Linked DNA regions of Mus musculus: region 2 is linked to region 1. A link is a contact called in public HiChIP or PLAC-seq data. All regions are on one chromosome and are shown on one strand. The core of a region is the stretch at or near the end of the contact, and the rest is flanking DNA. Distances in the headings are between cores, read along the strand shown. Region 1 overlaps Rev3l (REV3 like, DNA directed polymerase zeta catalytic subunit). Region 2 holds the start of Rpf2 (ribosome production factor 2 homolog).

Region 1 (7,253 bases), core at 2,036-4,535:
CTAAATACAGATCTAACAGTATTCAGAAAGCTGTCTAAAGCTGCACTGCAAAGGAAACTATAGTATATGAGGAAAGGAACAGATCATAAAATGGAAGCAAAAATTTGATTTGTATTTTAAGTTAAGATAATATATCATATTGAAACTTTGAGTATATTAGAAAACGACAACTTAGTACATTAAAACACACTGAGAATCAGCATGCATGCTGGTGCATATCTTTAATCCCAGTAGTTAGGAGGCAGAGGAAGGCAGATCTCTACGGGTTCCAGCTAGGGTTTCACAGTGAGATCCTGTTTCAAAACAAAAAGCATAACCAGAAAACCAACCAACAAAGCACTAAATCATGTTATCTAACTGAAATCACAAAGTTTTAACAAAACGTTGAATCTCTGCTCAACCCAGAAGCCACCTTCTGCCCACCTTCCCATCTTCCTTGTAACACTGGAGTTACAGACATAGCTATGTCCACCTTAAGTGGTACTGGGAAGCTCAAGCTCTCTAGTGTGCACAGTGCCCCCAAGCCCTGACTGAGCCATGTTCCCATCCCGCTTCTCTCCCCTTCTCCCAGTGAACCATCTCTCTAGCCTTATGTTGGTACGTGACTGCGCGCGTGCGCACACACGTACACACACACACACAAATGTGTGTGCGTGTGTGACTGTAGCATACACAGGAAGGCAGAAGATAACTCCATGGAACCCACTTTTCTCCTTCCACATTTTTGTGGGTCCTAGGGACTGAACTGAAGTCAGCAGGCTTGCTTCATTAAGCAGCTGACCTGATGAACTCTAATGTCAGCTCTTGAGCAGGTGTGAGATTCACTTTGCCTCTTGTGAGCTGTGCACAAGACATGTGTGTGCAGTGGTCAGGGGTTGACATTAGATGTCTTAGTCACTTATTTCCCACCTTTTTGAGACAAGGTCTTCCATGGAACCCAGAGTTTATGCAGTTAAACAGACTAGTCAGTAAGAGCCAGTGAGCGCCAGGGATCCTCCTGCCACCACCCACTCAACACTTGGATACACGTAACAAGTTGCTGTTTCTGACATTTCGTGTGGGTCCCTCATGTTTATACAGTAGGCACTTTACTGAGTGAACTAACTATCTCTCCAGTCCATGGGGTGTTTTTTCTTTAATGTAATATTTGGACCTAACTACCAAATTAAAAGGAGTCAGTCATGGTGCTGCACACCTTTAATCCCAGCACTCGGGAGGGAGAGGAAGGCAGGTTTCTGAGTTCTAGGCCAGCCTGGTCTACAGATCGACGGTAGCCAGGGCTACCCAGAGAAATTCTGTCTTGAAAAATCAAAACAAAACAACAACAAAATTAAAAGGAATTATTTAGTATCAAAATTACTGTAAATACTATTATAAACTGGCACTGAAACCTTATGTTAGTAAATGTGGAAATATGCATATAATTTAAAAATTATTATTGAAATAAGAAAAGATGCATGTTTATAGATCCAATTTAAGAAAAACTAGTATGTCATGGAAATGACATTTTAAAGTTTAGTAACAAAGCAAAATACTTCAGTAACTACTCTCTTATTAAATGTGTTACCTCAATGCACGGCATTCTCCCAGAAAAATTAGCAGCCGTATAGCCAAACGTGACATTTGCTATCAGCTTTAGTCCTAGTTGACGGGCATTGAGCATCCGTGACAGGGCTCTGTCCTGCTTGTAAGACTTCATTGACTGCTTCACCATCAATCTAGTCTTCAAAATTTCTTCAAGCATTCTTGGTAGAACACCCTTTCGTACAGAAGGCTACCATAAAGGAGAAAAAGAAGAAGAGTGTATAAAATGCCTCAATCACACCCACATGCATATAGACTTCGGTAACTAAGAAGGAAACAAGCATACAACGGCCAACTGTCATAAACAGAAACATGCTACTAACAGAATAACCACAGGACTAGTAGCTGCCATTCACAATCATCACAGTTTATTTCTGTTGAAGAGTTTTTCTTTTAAAAGGTTCTGGTATTGTTTAAAAATTGAATGCAGCACTTCTATACGAGCTCTGAGAACTCCAGGAAGCAGGATGTCAACTAGTACATAGATAGCCATACAACAAACTCAGAGGGAAATGCTGTTCAAACTCTGATCGAGACCCCCATCCTTCTAGAGAGACACATGGGCCTTGTATCAGTCATAAACCACCTCAGTTGGTAAAGCGCTCACCCTAGCGACCCCACACAGTGCTCTGCAGGGAACTCCATTTATCTACCTTGGAAGAGTGATGAGCTGGGTTGACTCTGCTGACATTCAAACCTGCAGTTCCAGGGACTCTAGGTATTTCAAATCTGATGCTTAGAGCACTAAGCCATCCCCTCCGGCCTACATTTATTAGCAATCTGGAAGAGGGGATGAATAATGAAGTGATAACATTTGTTGTTGCCAAAAAAAAATCATTTGTATTAATCAAGACTAGGGAGGATTTATGAGAACTCTGGTAGGAATGAAAAACCACAAAACAGTATTAACTGATGATTCACAGACACGTGCAAAATAACGCATGTCAACCTGAACAATTAAAACTTCAGTTATAGGATAATCACACTTTTGAATATTAAAAAAATTATTTTTAAACTTTACATACTAGGTCAAAATGTAAATGGGGTTTTTAAGATGCTATTGAAGGGAGCTTAAGCAAACACCCACACATGTGACAGAAAACGTAGGTCAGTCTCTAATTCATTTGGTGTACCTTTAGAAGCCAGCCCAACTCTCCCTTTGTTTTATCATTTAAAAACCTCTAATTATTAGTTCGTATCAACTGTGAAAACCTTTATACTTATATACTACTATATTGTCATCATTGTCCAGCCCTTTCCCACCGTCCTCTCTATGATCTCCTTGCCTTTGCCTTTCCTAGCAGATCCTGCTTACTTCAGGTGCTCTACTACAAGCTCTACCTTCCACATGTAACAGACAAAGCGGTGTCTGTGTTTGGGTTTCAGGTTCCATTCATTTCCCTGCAGATGATATGCCTTACTATTCATTATGGCCAAATACTACATACATACATACATGTATGTATGTATGTATGTATGTATGTATGTATGTATATATATATATATCACACTTTTTAATCCACTTGTCGACTGATAAGTAAGATGGGTGTCCAGGCTGATCCTATTGCTTAGCTGTTGTGAGCAGTGCAGCAATAAGCAAGTAAGCTCTTTTGTATTCGGACTTTCTGGTTTATCCCAAGCAGTGATGTTGGATTCCATGCTAGTGGTGTTTTAGTCTGAAAGGCCTTCACAGCATTTCCATGGCAGCCATGTCATTTACCCTCCTACCCAGCTGTGGAGAACAAGGCCCCTTTCTGCTCTCACACGTGTTGGCCTTTTTTATTTCCTGAGCAACAGCCTCGATGACTGTGGTGAGGAAGTCTCAGTGCAGTCTAACTTACACTTCCTGATGGCCACAGACACCTGGGACCTTCCTATTCTTCTTTGGCCACTGCTATCTCTTTGTGATCACAAAGAAGATTATTTACTGACTGGATTGTGTGCTCATCTGGTATTCGGTTTCTTGAGTCCTTTACATATTTCAGACACATCCTGATCCAGGCTATATCTTTACTTGTGATTAATCCTGATTGTTTACTTTGCTGTAAGAAGCCTTGGAATCCCATTGGTTAATTCAAGTTTTGAGTCTTACTCAGGAAACTGTTACCTGTATATCTGTCTGAGCACAATGTACATGTCTGGTGCTCAGAGAGCCCAGATCCCCTGGAACTGGGCTAGCAAGCAGTTGTAAACCAGATGGGTGCTAGGAATTAAAACCAAGTAACAGGCAGTGCTTTTAACCACTGAGCTGCATAGCCCTTTCGATGCCTTCTATATTGAATGAATGGTAAGAGGGTTGTTGTTTTAGTCTTCTACATATGGATAATCAGGTTTCCTAACATTGTTTGTTGACATGACTTTTTTTCTTATATATATTTTTTGGCAGTTTTGTCAAGAATAAGATGGCATAGACAAACAGGTTTATTTCTAGGTTGCCAATTTTATTCTATTGGTCTGTGTTCTTTTTATGCTAATCCTATACTATCAAGCTTTTATTACTTTGGCTTTGTCAGTGTATTTGACATTAGGTATTCTGAGGCCTCCCCTCCACCATCACTCTTTTTTGCTTAGGATTGGCTTTTGCTATTTGATATCATTTGTGTTTCCATAAGACTTTTAGGGTTTTTTTTTTCTCTTCCAGTTTTGTGAAGGTCATAGGTACTTTCACAGGGTCTGCATTATGTAGTTCAATTTTGACATTATTTCATTTTAACAATATTAACTCTTTCATACAGTGGTGTTTTCCCATCTTGTTGTTCTTCAGTCTCTTTCTCCAGTGTTTCATAATTTTTATTTCTTAGATAAGGTCTCACAGTGTAGCCCTAGCTGGCCTGGTACGAGCTCTATAGACTAAGCTAGCTTGAACTCATAGATACCTGCGTAACTCTGCCTCCTTAGTGCTGGGATTAAAGGCATGCACCACCATGTCCTGCTTACTGCTTTGCAATTTTTATTGTTGAGGCCTTTCACTTTTTTGGTGAGGTTTATTCCCAGGGTTCCATTCCCCAATTAAGAATAGGATTGCTTTCCTGATTTCTTTCTCATGGAGGCATAATATTTTAAGATATAATACAAAAAGAACCATGACCAAATATGTAGAAATGCTATTTTAAAATGGATTTTTTTAAACATGGGAGAAAAAAAAACCCATCAAAACAAATCAATTGCAATTTCTCCAACTTTACCTACACCAAAAGCTGGGGATAGTCTATTCCAAAAATCTCTAAGAAAGAAATATACCACGAACTTACTGCTAAAAAATTTCTTCACATCTGACTTGTAATTAAAGTTCAATATCATCTCTTAATTGGTAGAGAATGATATTTTTGATGAGTACACCAGAATGAATTGGAGGGTTGGTGAGGTCTGCCTGTTCCATCAAATACCATGCATACCAGTAGTATACATAAATTCACTGCTAGGGAAATTGAAAAGAAATGAAGTTGGCATATAAGAGGTAATACAACTTCTGAAATCTATTTTCTTTATTCAACTAGAAAGATTTCTTCAGTTTTTCTTGAGGAGAAAGTATATAGAAAATAAAGGGCTCTTGTTAGTTTGAATGTCTTTTTAAAGAATGCAGTTATTAAATGTTAGTTTCATTCTATCTAAGATAGCATCGACTTTATTTAAAATAATGTGGAACAGCTGAAGGCTGTATACACTAAAGCAACTGAACTCTTTACCAGTTAACATCTTTGACCATCAGACTCTAAGCATGTCTGCCAGATTCTACAGAGGTAGATGCCATAGACACGCACTCCCCTCAATAGCTCATTAGTTAAATCCAAGTCTAACCAAAGCAAGATGGTTATTTTTCTTCAAAATTGTTTCCCAGAAGATTTTGGTTTTGATTTTATGAGAGAAAAGTCTTCAAGTAGTATAGCCTTATGTGCCAACAATACCCAAACCACGACTTGCTTTCTTAAAGGTAAGCCACAGTTGACTCCTTTCATTTACAAGCGAGTATTACCTTGACGAAAGCTACTCCATTGGGGGACACTGTGACGTCATGCCTAATTTGATAAAGTAAATCTGGAGGTACTCTTAGAGAGGTACAGCCAAATTTGAACTCATCATACCTGTTAAGAAAGAAGATGTTAAGCAGAGACGTTCTCAGAGCTTTTAGACATTTATAAAATTTAATCACAACTTCTCTTTCAGAAATGAAAACATGAATTTATGTAACTGGCAATATGATTATTTGGTTTATTAACAAAAATTCTTCATATATGTACGATTTATAGAAAGAAGCATTTCTTCTTTCTTTCCTTTCTTTTCTTTCCTTTTTTACTTTTTCCAGACAGTGTTTCTCTGTGTAGTCCTGGCTGTCCTAGAACTCACTCTGTAGACCAGGCTGGCCTCAAACTCAGAGACCCAACTGCTTCTACCTCTCAAGTGCTAGGATTAAAGGCATGTGTCACCACCATCCCACCAAACAAGCATTTCTAAGTGGCAGTACTTTACTACTTATGACTAAATACACACTCAAATACAAAATTTCAACTCAACATATAATCATGTTATATTAAACTCCCTAAGGAAAAATTCAAGTATAAGGTAATTTCAAATTTTCTTCTTAATAAAAGACAAATAATGATACAGCTTCCACAAGTGTTTCCTATGAGAGTTGGATCACTAGATGTGGTCTCAAGTACACAAAATAATTAAAAAGAAGATTCTATATTTCTTGAAATTAAGAAAAACATCCACTCCTTTGACAATTTAAAACATTACTCTTGTTTAACCTGAATTAATAAACTGTCAATCATTTGAAAAATCACAGCATGTTTCTAAGACAGAAGGAACTGATGACTGGAATCATTAATTTCAAAGTGCTGCAACGGAAGCTGATTTAACAAACAAAATCTCATTCTAAAGAAGACTACTGATATCCATGAAGAATAAAACAGAAGATGCGTCTCTCTCTCTCTGCTCACGGCTCTCCTCACATGAGCCATCTGTCTACAAAGCTAAACTAATCACACCACAGTTCATGTCCATTAGTAAGACAACTGCAGTAAATGGGTTAGCTGGGCTACATTCCAATTCATCTTATTCTTAAAAACAGTGAAGAAAGTCTATAATATTAATGCAAATAAAGTACTATAACATGGCTGTAAACATAAGAAAGAAATCTTACTTTCCCAAATTCTCTACATGGCCAAGGCAAGTGGAAAAGCAGTAGTTATATGCTATCACAATTGAAGGATATAGTGACTGGAAATCCAGAACAAGAACAGAGTTGCTATAGAAACGAGACTCAGGCTCCATAATGAGGGGAACACACTGTGGGGCTCTCATTTGGGATCTCTGTTGAATACTAGGTGTCACAGGAATATAGTTCATTGGTTTGGCAATACGCAACATCATTGACTCCACACGGTACTGCAAAGAGAAAAGGATACTGTTTAAATAAAAATATACTGTTCACATATATGAATGTATGTATGGTTTTCTACATCTGTTAAGTATTGTTTAGTCAAATTTCCAGGTGTCACTTAGATTGACAGAACCTTTATTTTTATGTTAAGAATATCGATTAGGATTTAGAAAATGCCAAACTTATAAAAACGTAAAGCGTAAAACATGGGAGAAATCGTCTTTCTTGGTTTCCCTGCTGGTAAGGGGCGCTTTTAACGATACTACAAGATTCAATTACTCAAGTA
Region 2 (7,253 bases), core at 1,826-4,325, 400 kb before region 1:
AGAGTGCAGCCGTGGGCATAGAGGTGCAAGTGTCTCTGCTGCACTGACTGTAGGGTCTTCCCTCCGTGTGCCCAGGATTAGTACAGCTGGCTCGGACAGTGCTACCCTTTTTCATAGGGCACCTTCACGCTGACGTCTGAGTGGTTGTACAATTCACATCCCCACTGGCGGTGTAGGCTCTCATCTGCACCACATTTGTTGTTAGTTCAAGAGAAAATGTCCTGACTGAGCTTTCTCCTTCTGTTTCCTTCTTTTTGTCCTGTTTATCCCCGACCCCACTAGATGGCGTAGAGTGGCTGCAAATGAAGGATAATGATTTCTCCTATAGACCCAACATGATTTGCAGCTTTCTCCATGAACATGAAGATGAGGCTGCAGGGCCGGCCTCTGATAAACCTGTGGAGCTGGAAGACCAAGAGAGTCAGATGAAAGGCAGTGCGGAGCAGACACAGGAGCAGGAGAAGGTGGAGCACTCGGAAGTGGAGGACCCTGCTCCTTCAGGGGAGACCCCTTCTGAGATGGAAAGTTCTGTTTTCATGGGAACTCAAGATGGAAATGTTTCTCAAAACAACCAGTCGTGAACTTGAAAGAAGTGGTCTTGTATGCAATTACTGCTTAGCTGTGTGTGGCTCACCATCCCGTGTTATTTTGACAGTATGCGTTTCCAGGTACGTCAGGACTTAGTATACCAGAGTCACGTAGGACCACACAGGAATTCAGCTTTTAGAACATGAGAGAGAGCATCATAGTTAAAATGCTCTTCCAGAGGACCTGGATTCGATTTCTAGTGTATACGTGGCAGTTTGGAGCCATCTGAGACTTCAGTTTCCAGAGATCTGATGCCTGCTTCTGGCCTCTGTGAGCCCCAGGTTCTCTCCTTCTACCTTTGTGGGAATTAAACTCAGGTCATCAGCCTTGTGCAGCGAACACTTTACCTGTTGGGCCGCCTCACAGCCCTCTCCACACACACCCCTCCTAAAAATACTTATGTGGGGCAGTTGGTGGCACACACCTTTGATCCCAGCACTCCGGAAGCAGAAGCAGGCACATTTCTCAGTTCAAGGGCAGCCAGTCTACAAAATGAGTTTCAAGAGAGCCAAGAGTTTCAAGGAGGTCTGAAGAGACTTTGGGCCTCTTAGAACTGGAGATAGAGATGGCCATGAGCCATGTGGTGCTGGGATTGCAGTCCTGTCCTTCCTAAGAGCAGTGAGTCCTCCTAACTGCTGGGCCATCACCACTCTTGTCTTCTGCCCCATACTCACCCTCCTTTTTTCCTGAGACAGAGTTTTTATATGTAACCCAGACTAGCCTTAAATTCTCTAGCCTTCTGACCGCAGCAAGTGTTCTTGTGTTTTAAAGTCATCCTGTGAAGAATGCAATAAGTCAGATGACTTTTTTTTTGTACAACAGATATTATATATCTGGGTTTTGTGGTTTTTTTGTTTGTTTTGTTTAAATCACAGATGAGTTCCTAGAGGATACATATTCAATGTCATCTAACCTAATCCAGTTCTGAAGTTCTGATCCTTAGTCAACCTGGACTTAGTGTCAGATCCACAGCCCCATACCATCGTGCCATCTCTAGTCTACATGCTAATCTCAAGTAGTTCCCCAAGTTACCCACCGCCTCTGACTTGCCTACAAACTGAATGTTCCCACAATGCTTTTCTCACCTTCAATTGCTTGCTAGCACAGCTCATAGAACTTGGGAAAAGGAGTTTGTTTACCAGATGGATTTATTGCTTATTTATTTTGAGACAGTGTCTTAAATAGTCCGGTCAGACTTGGACAGGAGTTTGTGCCTAGGACGGTGTATATAGTTAAGTGCTATACCACTGAGACTGCCCAGGTAGCTCCAGCCAGGCCTTTAAAGCTATTTAGAAGCCACCTTCCTAACTTGCCATTATCCATCCCAATATGCAAAAAGATGGATTTCCTGGAATGGCAGGACATGCCTTTAATCTTGGTAGGCTATGCATTTAGTTCCAGTGGTCCATAGGGAAAGGCAGCATCTCAGGTTCTACACCAGCACGGTCAACAGCTCTATGCCAGCACTGGCTGCATTTCAAGATCCTCACCCCAAAACAGAGCACACAAATGCACAGACCTTGCAATGGTAAATTAGGTCACTTGTGGTGGCAAATGACTGTAATTTTTGTCACTCAAGTGGCAGAAACAACACAGAATTCAAGATCCCGGTGATCTATATAGCAAGTTACAGGCCAGAGAAAGTGATGTAGAGAAACCCTGTCTCAAAACAAAACTCAAAATTTAATAAAGTCAGACCCAAGACTGCACACTATGAGATTCAATTCATACTATGTACAGCAGACTAGGCAATTCCAGGCAACACCGTGCCACTCGTGGATGGGTATGTGAGCTCTTTGAAGTAATAAAAGTATATTGCATGAGATAATAGTTGATGGTTGCATCTAAATCCCTACACAGCCTGATCTTCCAGCCTTCCTTTCTAAAGTACTGAGATGCCAGGACTGCAGCCCAATGCTGAGTTCTTTGATGTGTGTGTGTGTGCGCGTGCACCTCATTGTGGAGTGGAGGTTGAATTTTTAATTTTCAATTCTGCCCTCTCCTCCCCCAATGCTGGTGTTACTGCCTTCACGGCTGTGCTGGCTTCAGTGGCTTTGTGAAGGCACCCAAACCAATGAATTGTACACATTACCAGGTGTATTTTATATAACTATATGCAAGTTATATGACTGAGACTTGAGAGAAAGTCACGATGAGCAGTATTCTTCGTGTATCTTTCATGTAGAAGGCGAGGGGTTAATCAAGCTGCTTCAACTGCTCTCCCAGTTAATGGCGTCCTTTTCATAGCAGTACTTTTGGTAACTGAGTACCGTACCTCCAACCTTTCTAGCATTCTGGTTATTTCCCTGAAAAGGAACACTTGCCTCCCAAATCCTCGACTAAGTCGTTTACTTTCCGGAGAACAATCAAACAACGTTCCGTAACCAAGGGAGACGGAACGCCATGCCTTCCCAAAATGGCCGCCAGCGCGGACAGCCGGGCTGTCCATTGAAGTGGTATTTCGCACTTCCGGCACCGTCTCTTCCGGCGCTCGCGGCGGCTTCCCGGAAGTAATCGGTACACGTGCATTCGCTAAGGGATCTTGCAGCTATGGATGCTTTGGACAAAGTTCTGTAAGTGTGTGGGGCGCGATGGCGTGGGGGCGAGTCTCCCGTGACCTCCGACGCGGTCTTCCCGCTGTCGCTCTTTCCGGTCGTGCTTTGCTAGTGGTCCCTGGGAAGGAGTCGGCTCGGCCGATTCTCCGTCCCGAATCGCCGCTGGGGAAGCCGTGGTGGCAGACCGCGGGCGGTGGACTGGAGCGAGGGCGGACGCTGTGATCGGCTTATGACCTCGCCGCTGATAGATTCTGAGCTGTGAGAATGGTGGTGGCCTCGGAATCTGACAAGAACCAGGCGACAAACTGGACTCAAAGTTTTGTCACTCTGGGCATTTGAACAGCCCTAAATCAGTTTACCCTGTAAAAAATAGCTGTCACAACAGCCGTGTGTCATAGAACTGTAGAGAGCAGTGTTTGCCACAACAGGTACAAAATGGGAATTTTTCTTTTCCTTCCAACCTTGTACACTTCTGCATTTCCCTGAGTGATGGTTACGTTTGTTCAAAAAATACTTATTGAGTTCCCAAATGCTATTGCATTGGTTCTTACAGTTTTCTGCTACTTAAGTAAATATGTAGTGTAGACGACAGTTTCTTTTTAGTCATTAATGAATTTTGTGCACCTACTATGACTAACTAGTAAGGTGCTATTTATATTGATAACTGGTTAGTCAAATTGCATAAAGACACGGGCTGTAAAGTGTATAAAAACAGTGTGTGCCTTGATTTAACTCAATAAAATGTGTACATCTTTGACTGACTATTAAATGACTAACTTGGGTTTTTTTTTTTTTTGTTTGTTTGTTTTTTCGAGACGGGGTTTCTCTGTATAGCCCTGGCTATCCTGGAACTCACTCTGTAGACCAGGCTGGCCTTGAACTCAGAAATCTGCCTGCCTTTGCCTCCCAAGTGCTGGGATTAAAGGCATGTGTCACTACTGCTCAGCCTAACTTGGTTTTATACATGACATTTCATTGGAGGAGAATTTTTAAATTCTATGTGGGAAATTAAGGTGTATGCATATTTTGGGTTTTCTTTTATTTTTTTCTTTCTTTCCTCTCCCTTTCTCCTTCCTTTCCTTCCTCCCCTCCCTACCTCCCCTTTTCTTTCTCTCTCTCTTTCTCTCGCTCTCTTTTTGTCCCTCCTCCCTTCTTTTTTTTCTCTCTTTCTTCTTTCCCTACCTGTCCCAAGACTGGGAAATGGAGGGTTATTTTTATTTGAGAGAGGAGAAATTTTGTTCATAGAAAACTGTGAAAAGTATCATGTTTACTGCAGCAAATCAGAAGCAAAGTTGAATTCTTTTTTTTTACATTCTTTTTTTTTAAATTAGGTATTTTCTTTACATTTCCAGTGCTATCCCAAAAGTCCCCCATACCCTGCCCCCTGAATTATTTGCACATTGGAGTTGTAACTTACATCTAGTACAATTTTAACGTTGGCTTCCATGCCAGCAGTGAAGATCTTGGGCATATTATTTTTTTAGTCTTGAGTTGCCTGATTTGTTAAAGAGCTGTAATTACAGGCCACCATGCAGAAACATACTAAGTTAAAAACAACGCTTAACTTGACGTCATCTCATTTTTTAAATTTATTTTTATTTATGTATGTGTGAATGCTAGCTTGTATTTATGTGCACTTGTGTATGCAATGCCCGCAGAAGCCGGAAGAGAACAGCAGGTCCCTGGAACTGGAATTACAGCCAGTTGGGAGCTGTCCTGTGGGTGCTAAGAACCAAATCTACATTCAGATCTACAAAGGCAGCACTTGCTCTTAACCTAACCTCGAAGCCCCACAATCCTTTAGTGTTTAATAAGAGGTGTAGAAAAAATTAGTATTAGAACAAGTGAGAATAGCAAAAAGGAAGTTTATGTAAGAAACCAAAAGCTAATAAAACACATATCTAACAGTAATGATAAAATACTGTTGCTAATACCATCTTGAAAAAGTAGGGATTTTTGTTTGTTTGTTGAGACAAGGTTTCTCTGTGTAGCCCTGGCTGTCCTGGAACTCACTCTGTAGACCAGGCTGGCCTCGAACTCAGAAATCGGCCTGCCTCTGCCTCACAAGTGCTGGGATTAAACTCGTGTGCCACCATCACACACTGGCTAAGTGAGGTTTTTGTTTTGTTTTGTTTGTTGTTATTGTTGGAATCCTGCTTGATAAATGTGAGTACCATTCCTGCTGAGTTCCTGTCATATGAGGAAAATGTGTAACTTGTTCTGAATTGTGCTTTTTTTTTTTTTTTTTTACAGAAAGCCTAAAACTAAAAGGGCTAAGAGATTCCTTGAGAAGAGAGAACCGAAACTCACTGAGAACATTAAGAATGCCATGCTGATTAAAGGCGGAAATGCAAATGCAACCGTGACACAAGTACTCAGAGACATGGTAGGCATATGGAATTGTTGCTTCCAATTCTGTATTTTGTAGTATGTGTATGCGTGTGTGTGTGAGTATGTACATATGTGACTATACCTGTGAGCCTGTTGATGTGGTGGTAGCAGAACTTGGATGCTCTTCGAGGAATGCCTTGCCATCTTGTCAGCCCTTGCTGGCCAGCAGCATTCTCACTGAGCCACATTGCTCACCTTTCGTCTCACTGAGCCCGGGATTACAGATGGGAGCCACAGTGTCTGGCCTGGCTCATCTTTTTCTGAAATATTTGACTGCCTGTTGTGGTATTGGGGGGAACAGCCAGCCATTCCTTCCCAGTGACCTTACACATTTAAGCAAGTTCTAAGAGCAGTACAATATTAGAATATTACAGTAGTCAGCGTTCATGATGATCATTCTCAGTTGTTAGAAAAAGGTGGCACTGTTCATTGCACTGAGACAGGGAAACACTTGGCTGAGTGAGACCCAACACATGTTTTATTAAACACGGTAGCATATGTAATCCTAGCACTTAGGAGGCAGAGGCAGGAAGATTGGCAGTCAGGGCAGCCCGGGCTGCATAGTAAGATCCTGCCCCAGCCCTGAATTTAGAACAACTGCTAGTGCAGGCATATAAATCAGGAAGGTAGCCATGACTCTGCTTCTTGAATGTTCTGTTGAGAAAGTTTAAAATTATGTTTTACAGTATGCACTGAAGAAACCATATGGAGTTCTCTATAAAAAGTAAGTCATTATTATTATTATCATCATCACTTATTTTGCTTAGTTGTAACAATTGTTTTATGAAAGGTTTGGAAGAAAAAGGTGTTAGTATTTACACTGAATGAATATTCTTTATATATATATATATATTTTTTTTTTTTTTTGAGACAGGGTTTCTCTATGTAGCCCTAGCTGGCCTCAAACTCAGATCCACCTGCTTTTGCGTCCCGAGTGCTGGGATAAAAGGCGTGCACCACCATGCCTGGCTCAGAATATTCTTGCATCATTGTAACTTAGCTAATTTTGAAGGAGTTACATATGTATAGGAAAACTCTAAGAATGACTAGAGTTCCTGCGTGTCCCTCACCCAGCTCGTCCAGTGGTGTCTTACATTATCACAGCAGTTAGTGTAACCAGGGATTGGCAGTAATACCGAGGAAGTTATTGGTTTACTAGGTAACTGTTTTCTCTCTCACATTGTGTTTCCCTAGTCTTGTTTGTTTGTTTCCTTCTTGAAAATAATGGGGATTGAACCCAGGGCTTTGTACATGCTGAGCAAGTGCTCCTGCCAGTTAGGGGTACCCTCAAGACCCCAGTTGTTATCTTGGCATAGGTGCAGAGATCAGAGGACATCTCTGTGGTGTGGGTGAGTTCTCTTTCCACCTCTCTGTGTGTTCTAGACTGGAGTCAAGCTGTTTGTTAGGCTAGGAGGCAAGTGCTTACCTACCTGTTGAGCCATCTTGCTGGCCCCATTCTTTGTCTTCTCTAGTTTGTGAAAGTCTTTGGTAGCTTTATCTCTGGTTGTCTCCATTATTACTAATTTCCCCTTTATAGTTAGTAAATATTTAGGGGAGATACTTTGAGACTATGCAAGTTTAGTCATTCCTCAGTTCTTGGGGGTGGGGGTGGGTTTGGGACTTTCCTGCAATATACAAATCTTTGGATACTCCAGTCCTGAGTGTAGAATGGCATGATCTATCTCATAACCTATGTACATCTTCCTGTGTACCTTCAGT

Evidence for each region. HiChIP or PLAC-seq counts read pairs in DNA pulled down with a chosen protein or histone mark.
Region 2: an H3K4me3 HiChIP or PLAC-seq map of the SCID.adh cell line shows a contact between it and region 1, with 14 read pairs. The contact joins the promoter of Rpf2 here to the enhancer-like site in region 1. A contact is called at or near these places in 2 of 39 promoter capture datasets (hippocampal neurons and neural stem cells), 1 of 15 datasets of contacts at CTCF or cohesin (the NIH/3T3 cell line), 2 of 484 Hi-C or Micro-C datasets (cortical neurons and nephron progenitors), 9 of 115 datasets of contacts at active chromatin or transcription factors (the SCID.adh cell line, T-cell acute lymphoblastic leukemia, bone marrow-derived macrophages and 3 more) and 1 of 9 other capture datasets (embryonic stem cells).

Annotation. Positions count from the first base shown.
Region 1 is chr10:39,846,388-39,853,640 of GRCm38.p6, reverse strand. It overlaps Rev3l (REV3 like, DNA directed polymerase zeta catalytic subunit), which reads right to left. Exons shown (of 32, transcript NM_011264.3): 23 at 6,728-6,972; 24 at 5,558-5,666; 25 at 1,568-1,774. Among named protein-coding and RNA genes, the nearest start is that of Mfsd4b4, 49 kb to the left of the region's middle. Within about 2 kb of position 3,285, at least 9 of the 459 cell types and tissues checked have an H3K27ac peak or open chromatin away from gene starts, as enhancers often do. A contact at or near this core is called in the SCID.adh cell line and neural stem cells, where this site is marked.
Region 2 is chr10:40,242,861-40,250,113 of GRCm38.p6, reverse strand. It overlaps Rpf2 (ribosome production factor 2 homolog), which reads left to right and starts at 3,075. Exons shown (of 10, transcript NM_023323.3): 1 at 3,075-3,161; 2 at 5,397-5,529; 3 at 6,221-6,258. The coding sequence starts at 3,139. It overlaps Gtf3c6 (general transcription factor IIIC, polypeptide 6, alpha), which reads left to right. Exons shown (of 6, transcript NM_026113.5): 6 at 283-2,413. The coding sequence ends at 581.